Linked DNA regions of Mus musculus: region 2 is linked to region 1. Evidence: chromatin contacts called from public HiChIP or PLAC-seq data. All regions are on one chromosome and are shown on one strand. Each heading gives the region's core, a stretch centred on a gene start, on an enhancer-like site or on the middle of the called end of the contact. The rest is flanking DNA. Distances are from core to core; before and after follow the strand shown. Region 1 overlaps Kcnab1 (potassium voltage-gated channel, shaker-related subfamily, beta member 1). Region 2 has its middle 7.0 kb from the start of Gm34576.

Region 1 (2,509 bases), core at 5-2,504:
AAATGGCAGAGCCAGGATATAACTAAGATCTTACTCTAGCACAGGTCTTAGCTATCATGGAGTACAGCACTTCCTTGTGTTGTTTTATGCAGGATGTCTGCAGTGCACCTAGGCTTCCAGCCCAGGTCGGCAACCTGACTTTACTGCTGGTGGCTGGATGATGCTGGTTTTCCAGAGCAGCATGGTTCTTTGGGCTTTGGTTTCATCATCTATAAACTGAAGGAAAAAAAGCCCTGTTCTACTTACTGCTCAGGATTCTTTTAAAAATAAAACTGAGGCAATAAAACTGACATGAATGCTATGTAAATACAAGTTATTTAGGGTGACTATACTGTTTCTAATGGTATTAATATGCACATATCTCTCTCTTTATACACACACACACACACACACACACATATATCCACATAAATATACACATTTTTTCTTACATTGGCCCATGTATGCTCTACTGAGATAGAAATATATATATATATATATATATATATATGAATATAAAATTGTGTGTTTGTGTGTGTGTATGTGTGTGTGATATAACCATCATTCAGTCTATAGGTCAAAATGCCATTGTTCTAAGATAAAATCCTTTGCCCAGGTATCTACTATTGTTTTCCCTGTCAGCTTTGCTCTAAGTAACAAGACTCCCACATTTATATTCAATTATATAACAACTTTTCTGTCTTTAACTTCATTCCCCATTGACAATTTTCTATGTAAGAAGAAATGTCCACATCTTTAGAGGCTAAAGGAACACACACATGAATTATATTGTGTAAAATGGGTTTTTAATCCCACCTGAATGAACAGGAACTTTTTTCTTACATTGGCCCATGTATGCTACTGAGATCAACATGCGCTAAGAGGAAAACCAAAATGAAAGTTTCTATTGGTTGGTGAAAAGCAAGATCTTCGTCTTTCCCGTCCGGTTGGAGGCTAGTGAGTATTTGATAATATTCTGGACTTCAGTTCTCAGAATGACCCACAGTGCTTGATCTACAAAGCCTTAAAGAATTCCAGGGCCTTAAAGAATTCCAGAGCCTTAAAGAATTCCAGGGCCTTAAAGAATTCCAGGGCCTCCAGAGAGCAGTACATTCTCATGTGAGGGTGATAGCAGTGGGCTCTCAGGAAGTTGCAGGAATTTGCAGAGCATCACTTTGCCAAGAACAAGCAACATGGAGCCTGGTAGTGTCCTGTCTGCAGCCCACATGTTCACAGACCCGACAGAGACTCCTCTCCCACACACAAGGCTGGCTACCACAGCCCTCGGAGGGAAAAGCAGACACTCCCATGCACCCTAGATGCATTCCTCACCTTCGTCTGCCCATAGGTCTGACTCATTGTCCGATATTGGCAATATTATTTATTTATGTAGTGACTCAGTTTTCCTATTGACAAAGTATGTATCAGCTTCCTGCCTGGTGCTCACATGATTCTAGATTGTTGGTGAATCTATCTCCAAATGTAGCCACAGAGCAGTGAAGGAAAATTAATTCTTTGTACCTTTACCTAGAATCAAGGATGTATGCGTCACATGTACTTACTTTAAATCAGACAACAGATGTTAGATGTCTTTGACATTTAAGATTCTGGCTCAGGGCATACATCCCTCTCATCTTTGTTTCTCCTGCATGTGTGACCTCATAAGTGGGTGGGTATGGAGGCAATGAAATACATGGCTATCAGGCTGGAATCTAGATTCAGGCAGGATGGTATGGGGTGTTTTACCTTCCTGAGCCTCAGTTTATGTATCTATATATACATACACACGTATATATATACATACACACATATATATATACATACACACACATATATATACATATATATATATATGTACACTTTTGCATTTTTTATGTATGACTTACCATAGTCTATAAATTGACTAACATCTTTCTTTTTATACTCCCACTTTCAGCTCTTCTCCCAAGTGCCCATTATGTGGCAGGTTCTCAGAAATTATTGATCAAGAGAAAGAAGATGGATTCTTGCCCTCCAGGAGGTCACTTCCGAGGCAGTACATAAGACAGCTGCATACCAGGTAGCTGGTACTGACTGGCTGATGAATGACACACAGCGCTGAGAGACGGAATGCTTCTGATCAGATCGAAAGGCAGGCTGCATTGGAAAGTGGTGCTTCCAGCTGAAATCATGGTGCCCTCCCTTATCAGAACACGGCTCAATCAATTACAAATATCACTCCAGCTCCGGTCACTCAAACAGGGACATCATCTCCTCTTTCTTTTCTGGGTTAGAACTTTTACCTTATCATGGTGATAACTGACTACATTAAATTCCTTCTGATGCTCCAACCAATTAACAGGAATTTAGTGGCTCTACAAGAACTTTAGATTGCCTCACATTGCTGTAGAAGCCAGCATTTCTCAATCAGTTTTAGCTGGCTAAAGTCAGAGACATGGTCAGGGGAGCAGGGCTGGTCACCAACGCAGCTTTGGCAGAGAATCACTTCCTGGTCTTTTTGTCGCCACTGCATTCTGCCACACTCAGCCGT
Region 2 (2,509 bases), core at 6-2,505, 310 kb before region 1:
CCACTTTTTTTTTTTTAATGGTTACAAGGAAGAGACTAGAGAAACGAAAGTAAGTTTTACCTAAAGCATTTCAACATATTAGAACACTTAAAATATGGATATTGTGTTAGAGGCACCAGTTTGCATCCTTGGCTTTGTAGCGTATACCATTTAGAAGCAGAGGATAGAAGACATTACAGAAGAAGCTGAAGTCCCTTCTGCAATGTTGCTAAGGGAAGTTAAGAGTCCATGGCTGGTAATTAAAATTAATTCGACGTATTGTGCATAAATTGGATCCTAATGAGAGGAGCAGTTGCAGTAAAATAATTAAAGAATGAAAATATTTTCTCAGAACAACAACAACAAACTAAAAAAAAAAAAAAAAGAAAGAAAGAAAGAAAGAAACCCCTCAAAGCCAAAGCCAGGGAGGCTGTCCATTCTCGGCTCATGTGTTTCTCTTCAGCTGCAGCTGGATAAAAAGGAAGCAGTGTGGAGGGCAGAGAGATGGAAAATCAAAACAAAACCTTTCATGTGGTTGGCTCAATCTGGGCAGGGCAAACAGGACACCTGTGAGTAACAGAGAAGGAAATCTTTGCAGACAGTGAAAGATAAGTCACCCGGCCGGGCACGGCAGCAAAACCAGCCTGGAAGTAAATGACAAGTGCCAGGGACCGGTGGCGACTTAAAGTCAGAGTACCTGCGGTGAATCAGAATCATAAGAATTAGATTCGGGAGAGACAAACTGTTTCTCAGTCACTTATGTCTTTAAGAGGATTCTTTTTTAAGAATGTGTTCAAGTTTACAATGTATTCAATTTCCCAAAGCGTAGGAGGTTTAGGGAGACTTCTGGTGAAGTTCAAAGACTAAGGAACTTAACTTCCCAGTGAGAGTTTATTTTAAATGTATCCATATTGGGTTTTTAAACTGTTTTTGAATTCTAACTTTAAAAATGAATGTTTAAAACAATTCTAGTTTCTAGCTGAGTAGCAGTGGCCCCTTTGCATCCAACAGAGCCCAGGATGGGTGTGCCCACCCAACCCTGATATCACAAGCTCTGGGGATTCCCTGTGGGCTCCCACTCGCCTTGGTACCTCTTCTTGGTGTGGGTAGTTTGGGGGGTGGGGTGGGTGATAGAACATTTTTTTAAAAATCTGTTTTTGTAAGTTTCAAGACAGAGAATGGAATCAGGTGGGAATATTGTAGAGTCTTCTAGCCAGTTCTGAAGCACTGATCTCTAACTCCGCCCACCGCTAAGCTGGTGCCAGTCACTTCCCACATTGCTGTGGAATTATAAGTATGCAGATTAATTCCCTCCCCTATGAACTTCTCCAGGGCAGGGGCCAAGCCTAGTCATTACTGCGTTTCCAGTTCATCACAATGAGTAACACAAAGTTGGTGTCTAATAAATATTTATTGCATAAATAAAAGCTCAGAGGGCTGGGCTGTTCCTCACCTCTAAAATGAGAAATACTCTGTTATTTTATAAGACATAACTTGATTCTCCAGATAACATCTCTCTTTGCCATGTGCCTTATTCATTCTTTCGACCCTTTGGCTCAGGGGATCTTCGGCTCTAACCACTAGCAACCTGGACAGAAGACTGGCCTAGCAAACTGGACCACCACGGGTGCCTCTCTAAGCACTTGAAATGAGTCTCCCAGGGACTGAGCCAAGAGTCTACCAACTAAAGACCAGCTGCAGAGTTTGGGAAGTGGAGTGGACACAGCGGATTTGTCGCTTGCACATCTGAGGCATGTGAAGTCTTTAAATGAGGGTACACCCAGCTCCCACAAACCCAACGAGCCAAGCTGGGTGAGCCAGCTGCTTTCACTTTGCTGAGAGGAAACTGCTTCTCAGTGTTCCAGTGTAGTTACTTGGCCAGATTTTCCCCGGGATGGTAATGAGGACAGTGAATGTTGGCTGTTCACAAACCCTACTTATAAATGAGCGATTCTAAACTCTAGCCCCCAGGGCCAGACAGGCTGAGTGAAGCCTGCTGGGGAAGTCGGCAGGGATGGCTGTCCTCAGGGGCTAGAAACTGCAGCTCAAGCAGGAATCTGTGCCCAGTGTTGCCAGGCCTGATTTTTCAAGGGATGCCAGATACGCAGATTATATGGGCATTTCCCCGATTAAGCAAAACAAAACAGATCCAACTGAGCAGGCAGATGGAACCCTAAACTGCTAGGTATTTTTGAAATCTGCAGTTCAACCAGGTGAAGGAGCCTGTTACCCTGTGACTGGCAACAGAAGATTCCTAATCTTCTTTATTTATTTTGTTGGTTTTGTTTTTTGTTTGTTTGTTTTGGCTTTATGATTAACTAGAAACTTTGAAATTTTTACAAAAACAAGGACCATATAAAGGTGAAGTAGTTAGCGCACATGTGGAAGTGAACTAGTAGTATTTGCATTTTAATTGCATTTTAATTCCCTTATAGGCAGCTTGAATCTGTTATAAATGCTAACATCTGTATACATATGACTATGAGTTTATGTACAGAAACACGCATGAATGTTTATTTTTAAGTCACTG

What was found. HiChIP or PLAC-seq counts read pairs in DNA pulled down with a chosen protein or histone mark.
Region 2: an HNF4G HiChIP or PLAC-seq map of pancreatic cancer cells shows a contact between it and region 1. The contact joins two enhancer-like sites. A contact is called at or near these places in 1 of 15 datasets of contacts at CTCF or cohesin (the NIH/3T3 cell line) and 1 of 115 datasets of contacts at active chromatin or transcription factors (pancreatic cancer cells).

What each region holds. Positions count from the first base shown.
Region 1 is chr3:65,134,021-65,136,529 of GRCm38.p6, reverse strand. The region is part of intron 1 of Kcnab1 (potassium voltage-gated channel, shaker-related subfamily, beta member 1); the gene reads right to left. It overlaps A330015K06Rik (RIKEN cDNA A330015K06 gene), which reads left to right. Exons shown (of 5, transcript NR_126080.1): 4 at 722-936; 5 at 1,916-2,509. Among named protein-coding and RNA genes, the nearest start is that of Kcnab1, 26 kb to the right of the region's middle. Within about 2 kb of position 1,254, at least 36 of the 459 cell types and tissues checked have an H3K27ac peak or open chromatin away from gene starts, as enhancers often do. A contact at or near this core is called in pancreatic cancer cells, where this site is marked.
Region 2 is chr3:65,441,212-65,443,720 of GRCm38.p6, reverse strand. No RefSeq gene overlaps it. Among named protein-coding and RNA genes, the nearest start is that of Gm34576, 7.0 kb to the left of the region's middle. Within about 2 kb of position 1,255, at least 175 of the 459 cell types and tissues checked have an H3K27ac peak or open chromatin away from gene starts, as enhancers often do. A contact at or near this core is called in pancreatic cancer cells, where this site is marked.